2 separate regions of the Mus musculus genome follow, and region 2 is linked to region 1. Evidence: chromatin contacts called from public Micro-C data. All regions are on one chromosome and are shown on one strand. The core of a region is the stretch at or near the end of the contact, and the rest is flanking DNA. Distances in the headings are between cores, read along the strand shown. Region 1 holds the start of Tcf7l2 (transcription factor 7 like 2, T cell specific, HMG box). Region 2 holds the start of B230217O12Rik (RIKEN cDNA B230217O12 gene).

Region 1 (7,409 bases), core at 323-2,822:
GGCAAGCACAAGAAAAGCCAGAACATGGCGAAGCGCAAACAAACCCAGTCCACAAAAGGCAGAGAAAAAGTTTGGAGAGTTCGGGCCGCGAGGGGGGGAGGGGAGGGGGGAGGGGCGGGGCGGGGGAGGGGCAGGGCATGCGGGGCCGGCAGGCGGGCAGGGCGGGGAGCGCGGTGGCACTTACGGTTCGGGCGGTGGGCGAGAGCGATCCGTTGGGGAGGTAGGGGCTCGTCAGGTCGGGGATCATGATGAAGGGGTAGCCGGGATACGGTGGCCCCTTAAAGAGCCCTCCATCTTGCCTCTTGGCCGCTAACATGGCGGGGCGGCGGAGGGGACGGCGGCGGCCGCGCGGCGCGGGAGAGAGCGGGAGAAACTTTTTAGCAAGTGTCCCCCCGAGGGCCCGCGCGCGTCCCCGGGGCCCGGCCGGCGCGGGAACTCGGGTAGGGTGGGTGGGGAGTGGGGCGAGGGCACCCGCCAGGCCGACCCCGGGGAGGGGGAACGCAACCGCGCGGTTTTGGGGGCGCGCGGGGCGCACTCACCTTCTTCCAAACTTTCCCGGGATTTATCTCGGAAACTTTCGGAGCGAGGCGGAGGCCGTCTTTCCGCCTTCCCGGAGGGGCGAGGTGGGGAGGGCGAGGGGCGATAGCCGCGCCGAGGGGGTGCGGGAAGGGAGGGTCGGCGGAGAAAGGGGTGCAGAAAAACACGGTTACAAGTTTTCGCAGCCAGCAGCCCGGGCCACCGTCCGCGCCGCCCGCAAGCCCGACCCGCCTCGCCTCGCTCGCCTTCCAGCCCCGCTCTCCCGGCCCTGGAACCGGCTGGAGCCACCCGCCAGCCCGAGGGGCTCTTCCTACCTCGGAATCGGAGGAGCTGTTTTGATTCGTCTCTGATTCATTGACCAGCGAGGACTTGACATCGGCTAAATCCCTTTCCGCCGAGGAGTTTTCCGAGTTCTTCTCCTCCTGCTCGCCTTCGTCTTTGAAGGAGATCAGCTCGTCGTTAGCGCCTAGGTCATCTCCTCCACCGCCGTTCAGCTGCGGCATTTTTCACCCACCAGCAGCAGCAATTTTGGAAGAAAAATGAAGGAGGAAAAAAAGCAAAAAAAAAAAAAAAAAAAAAAAAAAAGTTTTGCGAGTCCCCCCCAAAAAAATACTGCAAGAAAAAGACGAGTCCAAGGTTAACTTTTTTTTTTCCTGCTTTGGGGTCTTTCTCTCCTGGGGAGGGGAAAAGAGGGAGGAGGGGAGGGGAAGGGGGGAGATCTTCTGCACGCGTGAGTTTGGGTTTCTTTTTTTCTCTCGTTCCCAAGGATCCGATCAATGTGCAAAAAAAAAAAATAATAATAAATAAAAAAGGGGGTAAAAAAAACAACAACAACAACAAGAAGAAGTCAGATATAAGAGCAAAGGGGGGGGAAGCCGAAGACACCGAAGGATCTCGTGCCGCTCGGATTTGAGTGAGTTGAAGTTAGACTGAGCTTTTCAGTTCAAAGGCGGCGCTGATTGACAGATAGAAAAAGGGGGATCGAAATCCGGAGGAACGGAGTAGTCTGGGAGCGGAGATTATTGACAGGGCGAGAGGAACACACTCGCCTTAATGAGATGCCAGGGGGCGGGGCCTCCCCGGTGACGTGTGCATAAATAAACAGCCGGGGTGGGCGGGGCGGGGGCGGCCAACAATGATCCTTTGGGCGCCGGGAGAGGGAGCGGGGCGGGCCGGGGCCGCGGGAGGCGCGCGGGGTGCGGCCTGTGCTCAGCGTGCGAGCCGGGCGCCCGGACGGTGCGGGCCTCGCTCCTGGAGGGGGCGGGTTCCGAAAGACAATGCGGACCGGGAGAGGAGGGGAAGGGGGTGGCAACCCAGTCCGGAATCTGAGCCGGGGAAGGCGGAAGGAAAGCCCACTTGGGGGGCGGGGATGGGGAGAGGCCCAGAAAAAGTGTTAGCCAAGAAGTCCTGAAGATGGGGTCCAGGAGGGGAGGACTATGGGACACAAGGACGGGGTGCTCAGTGGTTAAGTCCCCGATGAAGTCGGCCGCACTGGGGCGGGAAAAGACACGACTGGTCCAAAAGAAGGCTTACCTCTCTTGCTCTGAGAGAACCAGGGGAAGCAGAGAGGCTGGGCCATCTACAGGGAGGGTAAGGCTCCCCTCCCTTGGCTTGTTTAATGACAGTGAATCATGTCATTCAATGTAAAGTCCCACTAGGTTAAATATGCCAAGAAGGCGTTTTATCCAAGAAAACAAATTGTCTGGGGTATTAAAAATATCCTTAAGGAAAATGTAAAGGTTTTTTTTTTATTTTTTTAACTGACGTTGGAAGTAGGAAGTGATGTAGGATCCAAGTCCTTTGGAGGTGAAATGTTTGGGCGTTAACAGCTGCAGGGAAAAATAAAAGTGAAAGTTCACCAAGCCCTGGGGATGAGTAGAGCTGGAGTTTTTCTCCAAAGGGGACTGAGATGAAATGCCCTAAGGCTCTAGATGCTGAGGGCCCTGACAGGAGAAAGTCACCAAAGCTGGCCCAGAAGCCCTTGGGAAGAGGTGGGCAGCCTGGGAGTTGAGATGGGTGTTTGTTGGTTATTAGGCTCCAGTGAGGGCAAACCGATTTGCTATGAGGTGGTGGAGAAAATTATGTTAAAGGAGAAAGGTGGATCCCCAAACCGTGTTTCTGTCTGGTAGACTCAGAAGAGCCTTTCCCTTGCAGATAACCAATGAGAAGTGGACTGGGACGTCCAACGGGCAAGAGGAAGCAAAGAAAAAAGAAATCAGAAAGAATGAGTCAGTGGGGACTGGCAACTGCCATTAGGTGTGATGTTATCCTGAGGTCCACCACGTATTAAATTAACCCACCCTCCCCTTTAATAAGCTCATCTGTTGTAGATTTCCAAAAGTAACCAATTTACTGTGTAATATTTAGAGAATTTGGGGTTTCAACAAAACTGTTCTACAGGCTAAGGCCTCAGAAAGAAGACAACGGAAAACAACGATCCTGAGATTCACAAGGCTAACGAATTCCCCTGCACTGGGAAAAAAAAAAATCCCAAGCACATTTGCACACTAAAGGGAAAGATGCAGACAAAATAAGGATGGGGTGGGCGAGGCGGGTGAGAATCACAGTCCCACCTCCCAACTTTCATATTCATCAGAAAACCAGAAGTGGAGGGAGAGAGAAAGAGCCTGGAAAAAAAAAAAAAAGCAAAACAAATGTGTACATTTCATCGGACGGCTTGCATGGGACACAAAGCAGAGGGCTAATTAGTCTCAGCAGGTAGGACTAACCTTCAGACTTCATAAATAAATAAGACAGCGCAGTATCTAAGAGGGAGAGCAGAGACAGAAAGGGGAATATTTCAAGACACCAAGTAAAAACACGAAGCATGAAATGCAGCCCAGTCTTGAATCAGTGCACAAACGACTGAGCTGTCCCCTTCCTGGGCCTCCCCTGGATGCCTTTAGATTACTACACATCTAGCCCGACATCTAGCTGTTTAGCTAGGTATGTAATCAAGCTGGCAGCTTTACACACTTGCTAATTGCCACCTGAATACATCTTGTACCCAAGCTGGTCTCTGCACAATATAGACTATGCCAAGGCCTGTTTCAGGGGCTTGTTGACATAAATGAGAGCCCTTTCATAGTAACTGTTTTATAACCAATTCTTTGTCCTGCAGGATGGGTTTGGATTCTGTTTGTATTTTACTTTAACCCTGATCTTCATCAAGTTGAATAATAGGGTCTTCTGTGTTCCTTAGGGGTCTGGTTGTGCAATAAAAACTTATGAATATACTAAGTCAAAACTGTTAAAGCATCGCTCTTATGAGCATACTGCGTTTTATCACGTGCAAACAGGATGCTAAGGGCTCTTGTTAGTGACCAATGCCATCATCTAGTTTGACATAGCCTTATTTTCTCATTCAAAGGGAACCTTTGAATCTTCCCTTAAATCTCCCAACTTAATTAAGCAACTAAAAGTTATTCCTTGACAGCCTATAGGCCACATTTAATTTCATTGTTTGGTGCTATAAAAAAGGCCTGGGGAGAGAAAGCAGAAAGTTCTCACTGACTTCTTAGTCCCTGTTGTGGCCTGTGGTGGTATCCAGATGGGTAGGGAAAGAGGAGAGAGCAAGGAATGCCACTGCAGGAAGCAAGATAAATGTGATGTGATGTGATGTGATGTGATGTGATGTGATGTGATGTGATGTGATGTGATGTGATGTGATGTGATGTGATGTGATGTGATGTGATATGATATGATATGATATATGCACAACAAAAAGCCAGATTGGCCGGGCGTGGTGGCACACGCCTTTAATCCCAGCACTCGGGAGGCAGAGGCAGGCGGATTTCTGAGTTCAAGGCCAGCCTGGTCTACAAAGTGAGTCCAGGACAGCCAGGACTGCACAGAGAAACCCTGTCTCAAAAAAAAAAAAAAAAAAAAAAAAGCCAGATTGGCCCACCATGTAGACCTGCAGTTTATAGATTTGGCAAGACCTCTTTAAATACCAGCCGACTCATGTCCAAGTGTTCAAGTTCCTTCTCTTTATGCCCTGATGACTCTTAATTTAAATGACTGAATTCTGACCAAATAACAAAGATACTAAAGATGCAAGAGAGACGGCCAGACTGGTCCTGATGTTGGCTTGGACCTTGCAAGGTATTTGGACATCCTTGTCTTTGCATGTGGGAATGGGCAAAATGGATGGAAAGGCTGCTCTCTCATCTCTTGGAGCCCCTTCCTGGGCCGTTCCAGGCTGTCCTGCAGCCTCACTCTCTCCTCTCTACCCCTGCTCCTGGCTTCTTGGCATTGCCTATGGACTCTCTTCCATTGACTTTCTTATAGTGGGTTTGTGTTAATGATGGCAATCTATACATTGGCTAAGCTAGCCAGCCATGACTCGAGTCTGTGATCTTAGCCCTCAGGAAGCAGAAGCCTGTTGTACAGAGTGAATGATGGAACAGCCAGGTTTGCAAAGGAAGAACGTCTACACAAATAAGTACATAGGTTGCCTGGCAGTGGGGTGTGGTTCCTAACTAACTGTGAGTGTGGAAAGATGGCTGCTGGTATGTCAATCACCCTCTAGGCACTGGGAAGTGGTGGGGGTGTGGTCACTAAAATACAGGAACTGTAATAGTAGGTTGACTATAAGCCAAGTAACCTATGGCCTCTGTCCTGAACCACCTGGGGGGAGGGAGGGATATGTGGATATTTTCTGGGTGTGCTTTTTAATATTCAGAATAGCCCATAGGTCTATAGTTTTCTCCAACACTGGAGTCATTCCCAAAGATTCACAGCACCCCAACAAAGAAGATAAGCCATGCTAAGAGGCCGACTTTGCCTTTGGGAATACAAAAATATTCCCAGGCTTACATCTTCTGGAAGCAGGGACCCCATGATGGCGGCAACACTCAGCTCTTCCAATCCTAGGCAAGAGTCTATTCAAGTACACTTGATGGGTAGTTGGGTGGATGAGACATTCACAAGACATGCGCACGGACATTTGTGTGTAGGCATGTGAGTTTGTATGTGTGCACGTGCACTTTTGTATATGCATTTGTGTGCATGTGCCTGTATGCACACGCGCGCGCGCACGCATATATGTGTTTGCTTTTGTTTCTGTTCTTGTGTGATCTGTCGACCACTGAGTTAGACTTATCTTAGCAGGGAGTATGCTGACTGAGGGAAGGGGAAAAAGCATCTGAAAACACAAGAAAGCTATAAAACGGGGGAATGTTTAAAAGCCAAAGTCCTAATTCCACTGAGAGATTTTTCTGTTTGTTTTCTGTCCTGTGTGTGATGAGCATTCGTTTGGATGTTCAGGGGAAAAGAAAGCCCCTCCCTTAGCCAACACAAGAATAGACACCTGGGCTTGGGTGTAGCTCAGTTGGTTGAATGCTTGCCTAGCACACAGGGAGACCTAGGTTTGACCCTTGTCACTGCATCAATCAGAAGTAGAGGTTCATGCCTGTAATCCCAATGTTCAGGAGTATGGGGGGCGGTGAAAGACCCAAAGTTCCAAGGTCGTGTTGTGCTAAACAGTGAGTTGAGATCAGTCTGAGATACATGAAACCTTACCTATAAGAGAGAGAGAGAGACAGACAGGCAGACAGATAGAAGGTAGGTGGGTGGATGGGTAGTTGGGTGGATAGATGATAGAATAGATTAGCCAAGCCTGACAGCCTGAGTTCAAACTCCAGAACCTACAGGTTACATGGAGAAACCAACTCCTATGAGCTGGCCTCTGACTTCCACACATGCATCATGTCACAAGAGTACCAGCACACACACACCCACACACACAAATGTTTAAAGAAACTTCAAAGACACCCAGGGGTTTTCAGCCCTGACAGGAGGAATTGCAAGCAGGACAGCAGACAGGTGAACTCTCTGCTCCAGGTCTTCATGGTTCCACTTGGAGCTGCAGAAAGTCCTGTGCCCTGGCTTGTCTTCTACCCCTCTCTAGAGCACTTGACCTCATCACCATGCTTCAGCTAAAAACCCTTTAAGTTAATAAAGGGGTGACAGTGTCCATGATCTAGGGGTTGGTGGGGACGCATACACTTGTTAGGGGTTGTATCACCCACATTCATAAGCCGATCATGATGGCTATAGACACCTGTGAGGAGAGAAGCTTCCAAAAGATGCCAGTGCTCTGAGAAGAGACGCCTTTTATCGACAAGAAGTCTTTTAACCCTAACAGTAATAGAGTAAGGCCAATAAATGAAACATTTACTGCATAACTTGCTTTATTTTGGGGTGGCGTATGATTCCTTTCTTGCCGTCGCTACAAGACGCCTGTGCACTAATTTGCTCCCTAGAAATCTCGCTTGCTACAGTTACACGGCAGTGACGTTTTATCGCCTGAAGTCAAGTCTGCCTAAGAACTTTCTTAAGAGATACTTACCCTAATGGCAGGCTACAGGAGCCAGGCTGCTTTTGTACAGAGTTATTTGTGCTTCCTTGACATACGGGGCAGAGCTCTCCTCGCAGCCATTGCCATAGGGTAGGTCTAAATGTTTCTGAGCAGGGAGAAAAAGGAAGGGGAAAGTGGAAAAAAAAGTTCCATGGAAGTTGATCTTGCAAAATAACTGCTTGAGTGTTTAACATACGAAAATAACAATGCTTTGTTTTCGTTTTCTTTGTGTGAGTTGGGTGTGTGCTCCCGTGGTTGCAGGAGTATTACAGGGAGGTCAAAGGTCAGCCTCAAGCGTCCTTCCTAGTCCCCACCCTCCTTGGGCTTCTTGTTGTTGTTGGTTGGTTTGTTTGGTTTGGTTGGTTGGTTTGGTTTTTGAGACAGGTCTATATTGGTCTTATTGGTCTGTAACTTGCCAACAAGTCTGGCTTTTGAGAAAGCTCTCGGAATCCCTGTACCTTTTCCATATCTCCCGCACTGGGATAACAAACCCCGATTGTTATATAGGTGC
Region 2 (6,603 bases), core at 605-3,104, 1.6 Mb before region 1:
ACGTAATTATAAAAAAAAGAGTACCAAAACAGAAAACACAGGCCTTGGGACCAAACTGAGTCTATAAACCAAAAATCCTAGCCAGGCTTAGAGACATGCCTAGAATTTAAGTACTCCAGAGGCTAAGGTAGAAGTTCGAGGCCAGTCTGAGCAGAGCTCAATGAGTTCAAGGCCACCTTGGGGCACTGGGCAATTCTCTATCTCAAAAATAAATAAATAAATAAATAAATAAATAAAATAAAATCCAGTGGGAGTGTTTTTATCTAGAACACGGCAGGCCCCAGGGTTTCATCCATATAATTTATTCATAGTTATCTTTTAGTTATCATTATATCAAGCAATGTTGAACTTTAAAAGTTTGATGACTCTTTATAGTCTGAAGTATAATACAAAATATCAATATAAGTGTTGTTAAAAGTTTTAAAAATTATTTTACCAATGCTGTTGCACACTGACTCCATATTAAGCAAGAAAAGTAGAATTGGCATCTTAGAGTGCAGTTCTCTACCCCATGTGTCAACACTGCTCCTCAGGCAACCCCATTTCTTTCTTGTTTGATGTGCCACCAAGCGAAACCCAAATTCCACGAAGTATGTAAAAAGCAATTGTGTTAAAATTTTGTCTCCATATCTGAAACTCACAACTCTAATTTTCTTAGCTGACCCTAAAAACCACCGTGGTATTTTGTCATCTTTTTACTTTTCTTTAGAAAGTCATGTGAATTTGAAAGTGCTACTATTAGGCCATTCTCAATATGCAAAGAAAATGCCATTAAAAAAAAAAAAACACAGTAACTTTCTTCACATAGGATGATACTCAGTCCAAAATTAGCTAGTAAAATAAAGCAAAGGGTCGCGTTTAGCACCGACAAGAAAAGCATTCTCTTCCTAGGTTTTTGGGTGCTGTACGTTTGGCGGTTTGAGTTCTGTCCCCCCGGTGCTGTTTAGGACCAGGCTCACAGTACAGCGGTTGCAGGCTGCGCCAAGAGCCTCCAGGAAGCGCATTACAGACAAGAAAAGGGAAACAGATGGTGTGAGCTGGGCGATCGCGGACCCGCAAACTCCCGCAGATCGATCACCGAGGTCCGGCCGAGGTGGGCCGCTGGGCCCGAGCTGGCAGAGCCGGTACCGGTGTGGACCGGGCCCCAGGGTCCCCGCCGCTCCTCTCTCACCCGTACCAAAGCAAAAGCAAGCCCTGCCCACCAGCACCGCCGTTCTTTTGTCTTGCGCGGCGCTGGCCACGTAGCCCCGGAGGTTAACGGCCAGGAGGCCTCGGGAGCCGCCCGGTCCCCGGCTGGAGAGCAGAGGCCCCGGGGGTGCCCAGGCCTCGCCGCAGCCTCCCTCCCCGCGCCTCGCAGCCCCCCGCACCCCAATCGGACTCACCGCCTCCACGGCATGCTGCAGGATGGACGTAAGCTTGGAGAACATCCTGTCCCGGGACTGCAGCAGCTTCTCCCGGGACGACCTGGAGAGCTCCTCGATGCGCCGCCGCCGCCCCTGCTGCGGCTGCCCGGGCCGCTCCAGAGTGAAGGCCGGTGCGGGCGGGCCCGGGCGGGGAGCGGAGGGCGGAGGCCGGGCGGGAGGCGCGGCGGCTCTGATCGGAGGACGCGGGGCCGCGGCGGGCGGCTCCGAGGTCGTTCGGCTGCAATCGGGGCACCGCGGAGCTCAGCGGCGGCGACGCGGACACGGTGGCAGGAGCTCGGGCTCTTCCGGCTGCCGTGCCCGCCGCGGCCTGCAGGGGACGCTGATGCGGCCCGGGGAAGCCCAGGTCTCCGCTGCCGGCGTCGCTGGACGCGGGGCGGGGCGCGCAGAGGCCAGGGCGGGGAGGGCGGGGCCAGCAGGGAGGGCGGGGCCGACTTGAGGGCGGGGCCGATGGGGAGAGCAGGGCGGGCGGGGTCGGCGGGGCGCTGAAAGGCTGAGGCCAGGAGGGAGGGCGGGCCTGGCGTGGCGCACCCGGCGGTGCTGGCACTCGTCTCTCGGTGACCAGAGAGCAGTGTGAGGATTTGGCAGCGACGTGTTGACGCTGCGCTTGCGTACCATACGTAGGGCAAGACTGGAAGGCCGCTGGGAAAATACCAGCATCCCGAACGCAAAAAACGGACAGCGGGTCCACGTGCTAGGGATTCGACCGCATCCAATGCAGGTGGGAAGATCCCGCTAGACTAAAATAGCTTATCCTTATCAAAACCCGGAAATGCCAAATGGACACGTGGGATGAGGGTTCGGTTAAATAACGCAGGATGGTGGCCTACAAGGTTTCAGTGTGTTTCTGGAAAAGGAAATAATATTCAGGATGCCTAACACCGATGAGTGAAGCCTCAAGTTAATGAGCCCTGGGCTGGAGGCTTCCTAAAACACTATGCAAATGTGTATTAAACAAGGCGTAGAGGAAACACTGACCATTTTAAGATGGTTGATGCAACTTCTGAAAATCTGAAGAACTTTGTTTCAAGCTGGTATTAGCATTTCACGAAAAGGATCGGGGAGTTCTGCATTAGGGTGAAGTAGATTTCTCATTAACATGGATGAAAAATACCTATTGATAGTATAATTCGTTGAGCAGAGGGCAGAAGAGGGCGCCGCAACTCTGAGCAGGGTTGAGAAGCCTGTTTGGATCCAGCTCTGCCATTCTGGGCCGTGAGGTTACCAATGTAGCAGTGAAGAAAGCCGGGGATCACAGGCTCTCCTCCTTGTTATAACATTAGTAACAACACAAGAGGAGAGGAAACCAAGAGAGAAGGTAAGGGGAGACTCGAGTCTTTCTCATGCTTTGGTTGTTTGCTTCTGCTATGCTCAAAAGCAGGTAAGCATAGCCTTGCTTTCTGTAAACTAAAACGCTGGCAACATCCTCTGTTATTTGTTGGACATTGAGCTGTGTTCCTTGCCACGTTCAAGGTCCTTGTTCCTGCTCCATCCTAGAGCACACAATGTTTGTTGTTATTATTCATACTACTTATGAGGTTTGGTCAGTTTATCAACCATAATAATTTTCCTGGCTAATTACATGGCAGTTTGTATTTTCACAATGTCCTGCAGCCACAACTTGTGTAGGGAGTGATGTTTAGGCGGGCTACAAGTTGTGTGTGATGGATATTTAACTTTGCATACTTATTATAAGCACAATAAAATATATGTTTGGCTATGGGTTAATATCAATACTCAATGATTTATCTGCCTGGTCCCTAATTTCTAAGACGCACAAGTTAGCTAGAACTGTAACTGAGCCAGTAGGTAGATTTCCTACTCCCGTTCCGAATGCTGGGAGAGGCACTAATGTAAAGCCAGTAGGTAGATTTCCTACTCCCGTTCCGAATGCTGGAGGAGGCACTAATGTATAGCCAGTAGATAGATTTCCTACTCCCGTTCCGAATGCTGGAGGAGGCACTAATGTATAGCCTGCCTAGTGCTTGGATGCAGTTGTTGATGCAGTTGGACTCACCTCAACCACTGCTTTGAGGAAACCCAAGAGGAGGCTCCCTTTACCCTTGAAAACACCCTAGGTGCCTGAAGTACCTCAATTGGAACCTCCTGTATTTATTCTATTAAGCCCATAATAAATTTAGTTCTTTATAAAAACGGGACTGGAGTATTGTTTTGTGGCTAAGAACGTTTGCCGCTCTTCCAAGGTACCAAGTTCAGTTCCCGGCACCTGTGCCCGGTGGCTCACAACCTCCTGCAACTCCAGTTGGTTCCAGAGGGACCAACACCCTCGTCTGACTTTTGTGGGCATGTGCACACGTGTGAACTTGGAAGAAGCGTACACACATCCAAACACAGGGAGACTGGAGAACTGACACCCAAGTGGGCAGGAGCCAAGAAAAACGGGAACGGCTAGATGATACATATTTTCAGCGTTTGACGGTTTCTGGTGCAGTAGAAGGATGTGGGGGGAAAAAAATGTAGCACCGTTCCCCTCACAAGGCCTGATGAACTGAGAGTAAACGAATTCTGCCTCTATAAACCCCAAGAACACATTGGTCAGGAGAAGAGATGGCAGCAGAGCTAGAAGGGCAGCTGAGGGGTTAATGTGATGCACCAGTGAAGAAAGGCAGGGATGAAAAAAAGGTATCAATTCCAAGAACTTGTCCCGAGTTAGAGACCGAAAGCGTGGTTTGAAACGTTCCTTGTGGACTGCTGTTTGAGCACTTGGTTCCACCTGGTGGCGCTGTTCGGGGACGTTGTAGAACCTTTAGGAGCTGGAGGCTTGCTGGAGAAGAGCATGCTGGGAGCCTGGCTTGGAGGGCTATTGTTTGGCCCCACTTCCGGTTCCCCTTGGATCACTCAGCTTCCTGACTGCTAGGCTGGCCCCAGCCCCTGCTGCTATGCCTTCCCGCCTCGGTGGACTGTGTAGTCTCTGGAATCATAAGCAAAAGTAAACAAACCCCTTTTCCCCAAGTTAAGTTGCTTCCAGCTGTGGTTTTGTCGCGTTGACTGAAGGCAACCAGAAGAACGGGTACCTGAGCAAATGGCACAGCCAGGTTCCAGGGCAGGTGAAGTCTGTTCGGGATCTGGGGGGTCCTCCCTGCTCGGGGGGGGGGGGGGCTCACTGCGCTTCTGCAGACCTGGCATAAGATCTACTTAACTCAGGAGAGGCTAGAAATACCATATTAGGAGCATGGAGAGAAAAGAATGAAGTCCAAAGAGACTGTGAGACAGACACAGCCCTCACCCTCCTTGTCTCCTAGAGCAGGCATATCAGCCTGACCCTGCCAGATGGAAGTAGGAGAGGATAGGTTTCCTGTGGAGAATCTGAAAAGACCTGAAGAGATCCTGACAGGGAACCAATTGCAGAGCTCCTGAGCTCTTGCGACACATGCACAGGGTGCTCCCTCAGCCTCTGATCCTAAATGGATCAGATACCACGGGGCCATCAGAAATGTGAGGAATGGTTTCATCAGAAGAGATGAAGTTGTTTTTCGAACGGATGGAGACTGAGACCCAAGGAAAAGCACTGTCACTGCTGTTCTCCAAGGATAAAAGATGATACTTCATCAATAGCGAGAGTGAGCTGCTATTTCTAAAACAGCATCAGAGAGCAAAGAAGCAAGAGTAAGACACAAAGTTGAAAATTAGTATAAGATGGAAACATTTTCCACTCTGTTTGCTAAAGACCAGAGAAAAGCCAGGTGTGGTGGTATACATCTATGATCCCGAAGCTCTCGAGTCAGGAGTTCAAAGCCAGCTGGGGCTGCATCCAGCATTCCAGACCAGTCTGGGCTACCCAAGGCCCCATCTGTCCTAGATAGGCTTTCTGTTGCAGTGATAAAACACTTGCTGAAACCAGCTTGGGGAGGGAGTGGTTTGTTGTAGCTTGTAACTCTCAGAGAAGATGGCCAGCAGGGGGTGGGGGGATTATGTTGATGAATGGAATATGTATGTGTTTGAGCAGATTTTCTAGAGAACAGGGACGTTTGGTAATGGTGGTTGTGGCGGTTGCAGGGAGAAGATTGTTAACACCAAGAGTGAACATGCAGTGTAGGAGCCGGCAGTCGACCTATGTGGTGCAAACATGGCATTTTCAAAGCCTTTACACGTGTACCGTGTGTGCTAGTTCATTTACGGCAACCAACAGCATTATCATATTGGAAAGGTGAAAGGATCCTTAGGTGGTGAGATGGTGTGTGTGTGTGTGTGTGAGGGGGGCTCTAATTCTTCATCATCTCAGGGGGGACACAGCAATTGCTGAAGAGATGGGTTGTGGGTGCTGAAGATCACATTATTGCTCTTGCGGAGAACCCAGGTTTGGTTCTCAACAGCCACGCGGTCGTTTACAATAAAACCTGTAGCTCCCAGCACAGGATAACTGATGCCTTCTGGACTCTGCTAGCACCTGCAGAGATGTGTGCATATGCATGCACACACACATACACACACACACACACACACACATACACACATATACACACACACACATACATATACACACACACATACACACATACACACACATACATATACACACACATACACACACACATATACACACACACATACACACACACACACATACATACACACACACACATGCACAACGTAATAAAATAAGGGCTGGAGGAAAGTCCCGGAAGAGTACTGGTTGCTCTGCCAGAGGACCCAGGTTTACCCTCAGCACCCACACAGTGGCTCACAACTGTAACTCTCTTTCCAGAAGATCTGGCCTCCTCGGGCACCAGGCCAGCACATGGTACAAAGGCACACGTGTAGGTAAAACATTTGTACACCTAAAAGTAAATAAATTGCTTAAAAGCCTATTCTTCAAGAAAGGAAGTAAATACTGAAAGCATCCTCTCCCGGTGTTGAAAGATGGTGCCGCCGTGAAACAGGAAACAGGGAGTTTGAAGGAAGGACCTTGCCTCTCACAGCAAGCCTTGTAAAAGCTCTGGGCTGAACTGCATGCTGACACGATGCAGAATTGGTTTGGCAAGGGAGGAAACGGGAAGCAGGGAACCATTCTTAATGCTTCTTACAAAGGTTCAGGGGGATGGCAGCCCATGAGGGCTAGTAGCCTGTCAGGTAGGAGGGGCATGGTGGACTTGAAAACCAAGGTAAGGTTACAGGAAACATGAATGAGGAGAAGCTAAACACTGCGAAGTTTCTGGCTTGG

What was found. Hi-C and Micro-C count contacts between places; a contact is called where the count stands out from the background.
Region 2: a contact with region 1 is called in a Micro-C map of embryonic stem cells, with 2.5 times the contacts expected there. The contact joins the promoter of B230217O12Rik here to the promoter of Tcf7l2 in region 1. A contact is called at or near these places in 1 of 39 promoter capture datasets (liver), 4 of 484 Hi-C or Micro-C datasets (B cells, CD4 T cells, embryonic fibroblasts and 1 more), 2 of 115 datasets of contacts at active chromatin or transcription factors (pancreatic cancer cells and regulatory T cell precursor) and 1 of 9 other capture datasets (adipose tissue).

The regions. Positions count from the first base shown.
Region 1 is chr19:55,735,973-55,743,381 of GRCm38.p6, reverse strand. Tcf7l2 (transcription factor 7 like 2, T cell specific, HMG box) reads right to left here and starts at 1,572. Exons shown (of 15, transcript NM_001331146.1): 1 at 852-1,572; 2 at 540-606; 3 at 185-309. The coding sequence starts at 1,040. Gm31734 (predicted gene, 31734) reads left to right here and starts at 179. Exons shown (of 3, transcript NR_168128.1): 1 at 179-220; 2 at 790-1,173; 3 at 2,692-3,777.
Region 2 is chr19:57,356,150-57,362,752 of GRCm38.p6, reverse strand. B230217O12Rik (RIKEN cDNA B230217O12 gene) reads left to right here and starts at 1,854. Exons shown (of 3, transcript NR_040316.1): 1 at 1,854-2,739. Fam160b1 (family with sequence similarity 160, member B1) reads right to left here and starts at 1,744. Exons shown (of 17, transcript NM_145505.4): 1 at 1,383-1,744. The coding sequence starts at 1,427.